Linked DNA regions of Pan troglodytes: region 1 is linked to region 2. Evidence: chromatin contacts called from public HiChIP or PLAC-seq data. All regions are on one chromosome and are shown on one strand. Each heading gives the region's core, a stretch centred on a gene start, on an enhancer-like site or on the middle of the called end of the contact. The rest is flanking DNA. Distances are from core to core; before and after follow the strand shown. Region 1 holds the start of CCAR2 (cell cycle and apoptosis regulator 2). Region 2 holds the start of POLR3D (RNA polymerase III subunit D).

Region 1 (6,327 bases), core at 2,940-5,439, 360 kb before region 2:
GAAATTCTCCATTATAGCAAGTTTAAAATGAAGACAGAACTAGAACGAGTCTTAAACAAATCATTCTGGAGCTTAACTTTTAGAGGTATAAGCAAAACACTCAGGGAGAGTGAGACTGAGGAAGGAACATGTGAACTGGAGAGAAGACGGGACAGCATGCTCCTGGTGGTCCCCAGTGCTACAGATGACACAGGATCACCAGGATACCCTAAAGGCCCAAATCAGCCATGCTTGCTCCACACATGGCTGAGAAAGCTACCTGTGTGTCCAAGGCACGGAGGCCTGAACTCCCAGGCAGAGTGCAATATACACCTTCTAACAGCATACTGATGAGTATGGTGTCTATAAAGAAACGTTTTAAACAACTGGAACAGATACTGCAGTGTTCTAGTTGTTTTGACATGTTACTATTGATAGTTTCCATTCCTGTCATCTCAACTTAGGGACTAGAAACAAAAGAGTATTTAAGAAGTATCTCAACATGACATTTTGAAAGATGAACTGTATCAACTCCCTGCTTGCTTAACCACTGTATAAAATTCCAATATTTTTATATACATTTCACAGTGTGTCTACATACTTCAGAGAAAAGGGACTAGGATCTAGCTGCAGGCAAAGAATGTTAGTGGTAAGCATAGCCACCTTCCAAGCAGTTGACCTGGGTTCACTTCCTGGCCAACACAAAAAAATAATAATAAAATAAAGAGAATGTTAGTGTCAACAAGTGGCCAAAAAAAGGGACATCATCCTCTTACCTTCGGCCCTGATCCAACCGTCCATGAGGGCCCCGGGCAGGAAATCTGTTCAGGTGGCTCAGGTGAAGTGTGTGGGATGTTTGGAAGAGACTCAGAGCTGCAGAAAGGAAATGACTGGTGACTCAAAAACCCTAAAAACCAGCCGGGTGCAGTAGCTCACACCTGTAATCCCAGCACTTTGAGAGGACAGTGCGGATGGATCACTTGAGGTCAGGAGTTCAAGACTAGCCTGGCGAACATGGTGAAACCCCGTCTCCACTAAAAATACAAAAAATCAGCCGGGTGTGGTGGTGGGTGCCTGTAGTCCCAGCTACTCAGGAGGCTGAGGCAGGAGAATGGTGTGAACCCAGGAGGCGGAGCTTGCAGTGAGCCGAGATCGCACCACTGTACTCCAGCCTGGGTGACAGAGCAAGACTCTGTCTCAAAAAAAATTAGCCGGGCATGGTGGCGGGCGCCTGTAATCCCAGCTACGGGGGAAGCTGAGGCACGAGAATTGCTTGAACCCAGGAGGCAGAGGTTGCAATGAGCCGAGATCGTGTCATTGCACTCCAGCCTGGGCAACAGAGCGAGACTCCATCAAAAAAAAAAAAAAAAAAAACCCTAAACACCGATCCAGATTGCCCACCTTTCTTCCAGTACATAGAAGTACCCACCTCTATGCTAAGAGCAACAACCTGAAAGTCCATTGATCTAAACTACCCCATAAAGCCACACCCAACAACAGTGCCACTCGTACTCACGCTTCTGAGGAAAGAGTGGGGGAATCCGGTGAGGCTGGAAGATCAACTGAGGCTGAGCTCCCAGGATCCCTTGCTTCTGGCCCAGGGCTGCTACATGCAGAAGAGGAGGTGCTGGGGACTTCAGTAAGGGCTGCAGAACAGGAGCCAGGAAATTCAGGGGACCCCATGGTTGAGGCACTCACTACCTTGGAAAGATGCAGTCCCACCCCCCTGACAAAAGTCAGGGTTTTGCCCAGCTGTCAGGGCACAGGGGCTTCCATCCCTTCCCTTTCCAATGCACACGCTAAGGAGAGATGAATACCTGGTTGGAGAGCGTTTGCACCTTGACAGCATTCCAGGGCACTGCCTGGCCTGGGTTGTATGCAGCCTTCACCAGCACCTTCTCACCCAGCTGGGGCAGACGGCCCTTCACCACACTGCCAGCACACAAGCCAGAAGGCCCCATCAGGAGAGGGACCCTGGCCAGGCCACCCTGACTGCCCCTATGAGGCCTTTCCCATCAAGATTTCCCACACCTTGCACAAAAACAGCAAAGCAATGGCTTTGAGGCGGGTGGGGGCAATACCAGCATGGTGACAGAACTGAATCCAATAAGCATTTCCGTTAGGGGATCAACCTCAAGCCTACCTTAGCTGAAAAAAGACCTCTTCATCCACAACCCCAAAGTAGTCATGCAAGCTGGTAACAATACCAGTGAAGACCCGCTGTTTCTCCCCACCCTGTAAGAGAAGGAGACAGCTGAAAAGTAAAAGGGAGGAAACTGGACAAAATCACACTCTGCCATGAAGGTCTCATCTCAACCCACGCCCCAGCTCAGCGTACTGCATCAAGAGTTCGCACAGAATGAAGTACAGGTGTGGTGGGCATACTCCATCATTAGGGGTTGGGGCATGTTTGAGCTGGTTCTTGACCCACAAGCTTCTTCTAGGATTTCCAGTTCATTAATTCCAAGACGTAAGCTAAAGATTTCCCTGGAGCGAGAAATGAAGATGCCCCAGTCTGAAGGCTATCTGGGCAACCCCATACTAGCCCACTACCAGGAGAGGGATCAGGAATGATAAACACTATTACGTAAGAGAAGAAGAGCACCAGGCCTCCATGCATTCAGTCCCAAGGGCTGAAACTTACTACAAGGGATGCCCAACCTACCTGAAGGTGCCTGGCATTCTGGGACAGTTCTGTGGCCACAGGAGGAGTGAGCAAACCAGGAGGAGGGCCCAGAAGAGATGTTGAAGCTGTGCCTATGGGGAAAGAGAAGCAATCTCCAGGAACCGCCCCTACCACCTTAAGCACGAGTCAACCAAAGGATGTGGTAAATCCAAAGGCTACAGCTCCAGCCAGCTCCTCCACAGAGCTTCACTGGCAACCACTGTGGGCATCTCCTGCTTTCCAGAGGAACATCAGCAGCAAATTGCTCTCCACCAGGGAAACCCCAAACTAACTCCAGAGCACATACTTCCCAGGATGAGGCCAGGTAGGGAGAACAGTGATCACCTGAGAAGTTGCGTCCCCCTGGAAGCGGGTTGATCCGCTGGCGCTTAAACTGGGACATTGGGAACGCTGTCCTCTTTCAGAGTCGTGGGGAAAAGCCTTCAATCCAAAAAGAAAGAAATTAACAGCTTATAAGGGAAATTTCCATCTATACCCGGAAAAGTGGAGAATCTTAAGTAAGGATATTTAGGAAAACAGGGAGGTGGGTAATAAGAATGAATGAAAGCAATGGATGGAGAGAATATAGAGAAGAAATGAAACAAGAAATTACATTGTTCCAGTTTGCCCTGACAATAACCTAGTGGTGCATGATACTGTCATGCTGTTTTACAGACAAGGAAACTGATGCTCAGAGAGATCAAGAGACTTGCCCGGGGCCACGTAACCAGGTAGTGACAAAACTGCTACTCACACCCAGGCCTCCCAACAACTTAGCGCTCCTCTCACTATGCCACGCCACCCCCAGAGTAGCTGGCGGGGTGAGGGGCTCGAGAGAGCCCCGATGACATTCCTTCGTTCAAAAACATCCGCCAAAACCCTCCACGCAGGGCCCGGAAAAATGGAGGAGGCCGGTGCCTGCGAGGAGACGGTGTGGGCCCTCTCCCCGGAAGCCCGACCCGTTGTTTCCTCGACCGGCTGGTGGGAAGGCAGCTCCCTGGCCGACCAAACGCGAAACCGGCTGCGCGCCACCCTCCTGCTCCCACGCTCCCGGGCCCTCCGCTCCGGCCTCAGCAGCCGCCAGCGCCGGGTCTCCCAGCAGAGCCGCGGCGAGGCCACCAAGGGAGGACTGAGGCGCGCGGTTTCTCCTCCTCCCGCCCGCCCCCAAGGCCGAGGCCGTTGCCAGGGAGACGGGACTTGCAGTCCAAAGAGGGGCTCGGCCCCTTCCGCGCCCCACGCATCTTCGCCGCCCAGCCCTCGCAGCCCCTCGGCCAGCGGAGGGGCGGAGGGGCGAAGGGGCAGAGGGGCGGCGGGGGGCCCCCCAACCCACCTGCGGGCCAGGGCAGCGACACCGGGGGGACAAAGACACCCGGAACCACCACAGCCGCTACTGCCGCCGCCACCGGAAGCGCCTCTCCGGAAGCGCGACCACTGGTCGGAAGCTGCCACTCTCCCGGATATGGTCCCTCCCTCGTCTCCGCCGACCTCTCCCTTCCCCCACGCCGGCTTGCCATCCCGCGGCAACTGGGGAGCGGAAGTGCGCCTTCCCGGATCGGATGCGCGTCAGGAAGTCGCGCCTCGGTAGTGTCCTCGCTAAAGAATCCCATCAGAAAAGAAGGCTTCGGATCATTGGTTCCGGGCTCAAAGGAAGCGTGAGCTGGGCCCCCCAAACACAAGGGACCCCCCGACTGCCTACCACGCTCGCCTCCCTCTGGCAGTAGAGACTGCAACAGATAAGGAAACCAGCCCCTCCTGACTGGAGGAGAAGGATGCCTATCAGTGACCATTTCTAAGAGACATTCCTGGTCTGACTCAAGCCAGTGACCACCATGCCTAGCCAGTCAGGAATCAGTGCCCTAATTCTCAAATATGAAATCTAAGAGGCCTCAATGAAATGACCTGCTCAAAATCTTGCCAGGAGACTGGCCATTTTAGTCCCCATTAGCAATCCCGGCCCCCGCCTTATCCTCCGACCGCCCCATCATCCCTCCAGCCTTACTTTCCCCTTTCCTATTCACCTGAGGTTTACAAAGCACTTTGAGGCAGTTTAATCTCACTTTATCCTCATAACAAGTCTGTGAGGTAGATAGGGCAGGCATCATTATTCCCAGCGGGAAGCTGTGGCTCAGAAAGGTTGACTTAGGGTCTAAAAACTAGTACAGGCATCTGGTTTGAATTAGGACCTGTAAACGCTAGAACGGAGCAGAGAAGCTGAGCACTGGCTTTGAAAGTTATTCAGTTCCCAGGTTGTCCCTGATCTTCCTCATTCCTTGTGCAGTCTTCAGGAGTCCGGGGCAAGATTCCATGCAGAGGCAGCCAAAGCCACACCGTTCTCTGTCCCAGGGCTGCCAGCATGGCTCTGAGGAGGAAAGCTCAGTAACTGCCCACTGGGGAATAAAGGTCAGTTCCATCCTTCTGCAGTGACCTCCCCCAGAATATCAACCCTTTGGATGCATTATTTCAGAAGAGATGGTTGGATCCAGCCAGCTTGCAACACTGACAGTCACACAGAGATATGCATACCATTGCGCATAAATACACATCTGCAACATGCTGGGCCCAGACAGGTCACCATGCCAAAAACACTCCACGGACACCTGATAATGAGTGAGTTCACATTGTGGAAGCCCAGGGATTTCTGGTGAGGAGGAAGAGCCCTGGAGCTGCCGCATCTTGGGGGCCTCTCAAGAAACCAAGGTTCCTGACCAGACTGCTTAGAGGAGAAAGATTCAGCCCTCGACTCAAGAGAGGAGGGCAGGCGTCAGCAGCTTTTCCTGGCAATGTGGAGAAGCAGCAAGAGGGCAAAGGGCGAGGAAGACTGCACAGCAAGTCCCCTCCACCCAGGGTCACCAGGTGCACCGAGAGGTCTCAGCCTACAGAAAGGTTTTTTGCTCGTTGCTTCTTAACCACTAATGACGGCATAAAGGTCTTCCGGTGGGGGCGGCACTGAGGCCTTTCAGGGAGGTCCCTGGACTCGATCCTGTGGAATGAAAAGAAGACATTAGGCTAGAAGGAGGAAATAAAACTAACAATGGCCCTAGAGTTGAGAGAACATGATTTATCTACTGGGGGGTAGCTGGGCGTGGGTGCAGCCTGGGGCTGTTAAATGACTTGGTATTTCTTCCTCCTGGAGAACTATTCAGTACAAGCCCCGAGGCATGATGGCCTTCACCCACTGTGAAATCCTTTGTGCTCCAACTTGCTCTCCCCACAAACCTGGAAGGTGGCCTAAATGTCAGCATTGAGGGTGAGGGGTTGCTGAGCTAGGGTAGACAGATTTCCCACATTCTGGTCCTAGCTGTCACTGACTCACCGTGCGGCTTTGGAAAAGCAACTACCCCCAACCCCACCCAGAACCCAGCCTCCTTATCTGTAAATGGGGTGTTTTAACTACTGTTTCTTCTAGCAGCCCCTCCCAGACTGCCTCTCAAGTTTTGCGGGGACAATAATGACAACTGGCATGACAATCTCAGCATCCCGGCTCATCAGTCTCCTCTCCGTGCCCTAACCTGGGCTGGGCACGGGGCTCACCTGGGGTCAGAGCCATCAGGAGGGGCAGGGGGCTCAGGGTGGTGGTGGCTTCTCCAGCAGATCCGGTTGAGCAGGACCTTGACCTTGTCCCAGTGGGAGATATCCCGCTGAGCAGAGGATGAGGGGTCACCCAGAGCCCTCCCCACACTTAG
Region 2 (6,228 bases), core at 392-2,891:
CATGCCTGTAATCCTAGCACTTTGGGAGGCCAAGGTGGGTGGATCACGAGGTCAGGAGTTCAAGATCAGCCTGGCCAAGATGGTGAAACCCATCTCTACTAAAAACTACAAAAATTAGCTGGGCGCGGTGGCGGGCCCCTGTAATCCCAGCTACTCGGGAGGCTGAGGCAGGAGAATCGCTTGAACCCGGGAGGCGGAGGTTGCAGTGAGCTGAGATGGTGCCTCTGCACTCCAGCCTGGGCGACAGAAAGAGATTCCGTTAAAAACAAAACAAAAAAACAAAAAACTGCTTTATTCGGCCAGGAGCGGTGGCTCACACCTATAATCCCAGCACTTTGGGAGGCCGAGGCAGGTGGGCGGATCACAAGGTCAGGGGTTCAAGAACAGCCTGGCCAACATGGCAAAACCCTGTGTCTACTAAAAATACAAAAATCAGCTGGGCATGCTGGCGGGCGCCTGTAATCCCAGCTACTCAGGAGGATGAGGCAGAAGAATCGCTCAAACCTGGGAGGCAGAGGTTGCAGTGAGCTGAGATCGTGCCATTGCACTCCAGCCTGGGGGACAACAGCGAGACTTCCTCTCAAAAAAAACCAAAACCAAAACCAAAACCTGCTTTGTTCTTCTGTCATCCTGACCCCACCCCTTTCTGGGCTACTCTTGACATCCACAGTCATACACACGGGAGAGGCCACAGAGCCTCGAATGCCATGCCTAGGATTCATCATACTCTAGATAAAAAGTTTGCACACAGAGATGGTGAATTCTGAACCCTCTAAGACTGCGAAGTTTATGCCTGTCTGGCTTTCATGGGTTTCTTAAAGATGTCCAAACACACAATAAAAGTAAATAAACACTGTTCAAATTGCTTTTGAACGACTTTAACTTATTAGGATTCTCTGCCCTTCAACCACCTCTGGGAGTCATTTCAACATCTTGTACTCAGTACCTAGATTTGAAGGTAGGACAGACTCCCTAGAATTTAAAGAGGGGTAGGCTTGAGGCCCAACGACAGTCCTGACACACAGTAGGTCCTACACAAACATTAGTTGAATCCTGGGGCTTGGAATTCAAGGTAGTTGAGTTTCTTTAGAAACGCGCCGTTGGGTACCTTCTTGACTCCCCCGAGGGTGAGGTCCCTGGAACGGATGGAGGGAAGGCGGCCGGGGGTGAGGGGAGGCGCCGGCCGCCGCCCGATGAGCCCCCGGGCCCCAGTCAGGAGAGGTCGGGGCCCTCCCGGCGTGCTGGGCTCGCCGGCGGCGTTTCCTTCCGACATGTTGCCTGGGAGAGAAGGGGCGACGAGATCACCAGAGGGGACTGACACGAGGACCCTGGCGGAACCCCACCCCCTTGCTTTCCGGTCCCCCAGTCGGTGCGTCCCTCCAGTGGCCTCTCAGCTCCTCCCCTCCCACGTGGGGAGACTCCCGGGACCACCCAGGTGAGAGCCTTTGGCTCGCGACACGCCCTCTCCAGGAACCCCGCCCAGGAACCAGACAGGGACGCACCCGGGCCGCGGCTCCACACCGCGCGTCACAACCTCACCTGCAACGCGACCCGCCGCCAGCCTTCGGTCTCCGCGCCGGGCGGAAGTCTGCGTGGCAGGGCCTGGGCGCCGCCATCTTGGCGCGGGACGGAAGTGACGTTCGGGGGGCGGGACTGGGCCACAGTATTTATCAGGCGGCGCTTCGCTCCTCTCCGCCTTCTCTTCCCGGTTCTTCCCGGAGTCGGGAAAAGCTGGGTTGAGAGGGCGAAAAAGGATGAGGTGACTGGTCTGGGCTACGCTATGCTGCGGCGCTTGGGGGTCTTGGCCTCCGGGCGGTGGCGTGGAGGCGCCAAGATCAGGGTCCCGGGTCTTGTCGGCCACCACGCCGCAATGTGAGGATTCGCCTCGGCGGAGCCCCTGGGAGCTTGGGGGTAGCTGCTCGGGATGGGGCGAGGGGCGCGGCGCGGCGCAGAGAGTGAGACCTGGACTTAAGAGTCGGGGAGTCCTGGGCCACACCGAGCCCTGTCTGCGGGTTCTCCATGGTGACCTTGGAGTGGTCACTACCTCCGGGCAGCGACCTCGCCCACTTTCGGGGACCCCTTCCCTGTGCTCCTGGTGGAGTCCTGGGGTGAGGCTGTGGGGGCAGCTTGGAACAGCCGCAGTGGACCAACCGGTGCCCAGTCACACCCGCTTCAGATCACGAAGGCGGTGGCCTCGTGTGCGCTCTTGGTCAAAGCCTGGAGGGAATTGGAATACCAAGTTTGCTCTACTGCTGGAGGAATTTAAAGAACTTTTGTTGACTCCAGCGTTTGTGATTTAACATAAAAAGTGTCATTTAATGTTATCCCCCATCCCCCAGACCGTATAAAAACCATGTAACAATATTATGGGGAGTTTGAGGAAAGGAAATCATTTCTACCAGAATGCCACGTAGAGTACTACTATTAAAAATTTTGTAATGTATCTAGTAGTCTTCACAGAGTTGTATCACAATTTCATGTCCTTTTTCTTTTCTTTTCTTTCTTTCTTTTTTTTTTTTTTTTTCTTTTTTTTGTTGAGACGAGGTTTCTCTCTGTTGCCCAGACGGGAGTGCAGTGGTGCGATCAACACACCGCAACCTCTGCCTCCCAGGCTCAAACCATACTTCCACCTCAGCCTCCTGAGTAGCTGGGACTACAAGTGCATGCCACCACGCCCGGCTAATTTTTTCTTTTTCTTTTTTTTTTTTTTTTTTTTTTTTTGTATTTTTCGTAGAGACGGGGTTTCACTATGTTGCCCAGGCTGGTCTTGAACTCCTGAGGTCAAGTGATCCCACCCGCTTCGGCCTCCCAATGTGCTGGGATTACAGGCATCAGCCACCGCGCCTGGCCTGTATCCTCCTTTTTCAAATAACATTTCTCTGTTGCGACATCAAAGACTGCGTAGTTCTCCAGTGGCTGTATCATGATTTAAGTATTTCCCTGATTGTTTCTTTTTTCCCTGTTTTAAATAATGCTGCAGTGAATGTCTGGTACATTCGACTTGCTTTTTTTCGATTTTCTTTTTGTTTTTGTTTTCTTTTGGATTATATTCCCGGGATAGATTTCCCATCCTGGGATAACTGGCCAAAAGAAGATTTTTTTTTTAAGTAAATATTTGGGATGGGCATGGTGGCTTACGCTTGTAATCCCAGTGCTTTGGGAGGCAGAGATGGGAGGATCGCTTGAAAGGCTCAGCAGTTGGAGATTGCAGTAAGCTATGATCCAGCCCTTGCACTCCAGCCTGGGTGACACAGCAAGACCCTATCTCTAAAAACATTTTTTAAATTAAACTTTTTATTTTGAGAACATTGTAGGTTCATGTAGAGTGGTAAGAAACAATGTAGAGAGATCCCAAGTACTGTTTACTCGTTTTCCCCCAGTAGTAACATCTTGCCACCAGAATATTGACATTGGTACAGTCAAGATACAAGAAGTTTCCATCACCACAAGGATCCCTCTAGTTGCCCTTTTATAGCCACACCTCCCTCCCCCCACCTCCTCCCACCACTAATCTGTTCTCCATTTCTGCCATTTTGTTATTTCAAAAGTGTTATATAAATGGAATCATACAGTATGTGACTTCTTGGGATTGCTTTTTTCACTCGGCATTGTTCCCCGGAGGTCATCCAAGTTGTGTGTATCAATAGTTCGTTCCATTTTATTGCAGAGTATTCATGGTTTGTTTAACCATTCACCCTTTGAAAGACATCTGGGTGGTTTTCCGTTTGGGGTTATTATGGATAAAGCTGCTGTGAAAATACATGTACAAGGTTTTGTGTGAACGTTAAGTTTTTATTTCTCTGGGATAATTGCCCATGAGTGCAATCATTGGGTCATATGGTAGTTGTACCTTAGTTTTATAAGAAACTGCCAAGCTGCTTTCCACAGGGGCTGTACCATTTTGTACATGCACATTTTATGGTTCTTCATTCATATTGCTAAATTGCTTTCAAAAAGGATTGTGTGGCCGGGCGTGGTGGCTCACGCCAGTAATGCCAGCACTTTGGAAGGCCGAGGTGGGCAGATCACTTGAGGTCAGGAGTTCCAGACCAGCCTTGCCAACATGGTGAAATACTGTCTCTACTAAAAATACAAAAATTAGCTGGGCGTGATGGCACACGCCCATAATCCCAGCTATTCAGGAGGCTGGGGCACAAGAATCGCTTGAACCACAGAGGCAGAGGTTGCAGTGAGCTGAGATCACGCCATTGCAGTCCAACCTGGGTGACAGAGGGAGACTGTCTCAAAACAACAAAAACAAAAAAAACCCACAAAAAAACAAGATTGTGCTGAAATGCATCAACACTAAGAATGTGTGTATATACAATAATCAAACGTATATACACACACACACTATATACACACACACACATTGTGGGCTTTTGAAGGACTCCTGGGTGAGGCTGTGTGGGCAGCCTTGGAATAGCCACATTGGATCAACCGGTGCCCAGTCACACCCTTCCTGGGCTCACAGCAGTGACCCTCATGTGCACTTTTGGTCAAAGCCTGGAAGGAATCTGAACACCAAGTTTGCTCTACCGTTGGAATTTAAAGAACTTTTATTGGCCAGGTGTGGTAGCTCACACCTGTAGTCCCAGCACTTTGGGAGGCTGAGGTGGGTGGATCACCTGAGGTCAGGAGTTCAAGACCAGCCTGGCCAACATGGTGAAACCCTGTCTCTACTAAAAGTACAAAAATTAGCCAGGCCTGGTGGCGGGCATCTGTAATCCCAGCTACTTGGGAGGTTGAGGCAGGAGAATCACTTGAACCTGGGAGAAGGAGGTTGCATTGAGCCAAGATCGCGCCATTGCACTCCAGCCTGGGCAACAAGAGCAAAACTCCGTCTCAAAAAAAAAAAAAAAAAAAAAAAAGAGCCGGGCACAGTGGCTCACGCCTGTAATCCCAGCACTTTGGGAGGCCAAGGTGGGCAGAACACGAGGTCAGGAGTTCAAGACTAGCCTGACCAACATGGTGAAAACCCGTCTCTACTAAAAATACAAAAATTAGCCTGGCGTGGTGGCATGTGCCTGTAGTCCCAGCTACTTGGGAGGCTGAGGCAGGAGAATAGCTTGAATCCGGGAGGCGGAGATTGCAGATAGCCGAGATTGCGCTGGAGTGTAGACTCCAGCCTGGGAGACAGAGCAAGATTCCGTCTCAAAAAAAAACAACAAAAAACAACTTTTATTGACTCCGAAATTAATGTGTGTGTAAACACACACACACACACACAGAGAGAGAGAGAGAGAGGTAGTATATAAGAATATATAATTTTAGGGCTTGGTGGCACCCACCTGTAGTCCCAGCTACTTGGGAGGCTGAGGAGAGAGGATCGATTGAGCCCAGGGGTCAAAGGCTGCAGTGAGCCTTGATTGTGCTACTGCAGTCCAGCTTGGGAGACAGAGGAGACCTTGTCTCAAAAAAACAAAAAAGAGAATATATAATTTTTTGGCCACATCCTTTTGAGTATTGGCTTTTAAAATTTAAAACTTTGTTTGCCAATTTACTAATATATTAATATTTTGTTATGTTGTTTTCTAAACAGATCCTTTTCAACTTCTTTCTTCATGTTGATTTTACAATAATCAAACCAAACCAATACCCTTTTCCTGTTCCCTACAGAGCTACACGCAGCAGCCCTTAGCTTCTTTTTTTTTTTTTTTTTTTTTTTTTTTGAGACAGGGTTTTGCTCTTGTTGCCCAGACTGGAGTGCAATGGCACGATCTCGGCTCACTGCAACCTCCGCCTCCCAGGTTCAAGCGATTCTCCTGCCTCAGCCTCCTGAGTAGCTGGGATTACAGGCATGTGCCACCATACCCGGCTAATTTTTTGTATTTTTTTAGTAGAGATGGGGTTTCACCATGTTGGCCAGGCTGGTCTCGAACCCCTGACATCAGGTGATCCACCCACCTTAGCCTCCCAAAGTGCTGGGATTATAGGCGTGAGCCACTACACCCGGCCAGCCCTTAGCTTCTAATTAGAGCACTGGATGAAATAGCTTTGATTTCATTCTGTTGGGCTTTGAAGTTCACCAGGTAGTAGCTTTTTTAGTTTTTTTTTTTTTTTTTTTTTTTTTTTGAGACGGAGTCTCGCTTTGTTGCCCAGGCTGGAGTGCAGTGGTGCAATCTCGGCTCACTGCAAGCTCCACCTCCCGGGTTCACGCCATTCTCCCGCCTCAGCCTCCTGAGTAGCTGGCACTACAGGCGCTCGCCACCATGCCTGGCTAATTTT

What was found. HiChIP or PLAC-seq counts read pairs in DNA pulled down with a chosen protein or histone mark.
Region 1: an H3K4me3 HiChIP or PLAC-seq map of stem cell-derived excitatory neurons shows a contact between it and region 2, with 4 times the contacts expected there. The contact joins the promoter of CCAR2 here to the promoter of POLR3D in region 2. A contact is called at or near these places in 1 of 7 Hi-C or Micro-C datasets (stem cell-derived neural progenitor cells) and 1 of 1 datasets of contacts at active chromatin or transcription factors (stem cell-derived excitatory neurons).

The regions. Positions count from the first base shown.
Region 1 is chr7:30,931,488-30,937,814 of NHGRI_mPanTro3-v2.0_pri, reverse strand. CCAR2 (cell cycle and apoptosis regulator 2) reads right to left here and starts at 4,189. Exons shown (of 21, transcript XM_519650.9): 1 at 3,975-4,189; 2 at 2,990-3,085; 3 at 2,645-2,736; 4 at 2,123-2,214; 5 at 1,797-1,911; 6 at 1,496-1,625; 7 at 756-852. The coding sequence starts at 3,047. C7H8orf58 (chromosome 7 C8orf58 homolog) reads right to left here. Exons shown (of 7, transcript XM_063816948.1): 6 at 6,176-6,282; 7 at 4,677-5,624. The coding sequence ends at 5,513.
Region 2 is chr7:30,570,062-30,576,289 of NHGRI_mPanTro3-v2.0_pri, reverse strand. It overlaps POLR3D (RNA polymerase III subunit D), which reads right to left and starts at 1,641. Exons shown (of 9, transcript XM_001155075.8): 1 at 1,540-1,641; 2 at 1,109-1,278. The coding sequence starts at 1,273. It overlaps MIR320A (microRNA mir-320a), which reads left to right and starts at 1,680; the gene lies at 1,680-1,760.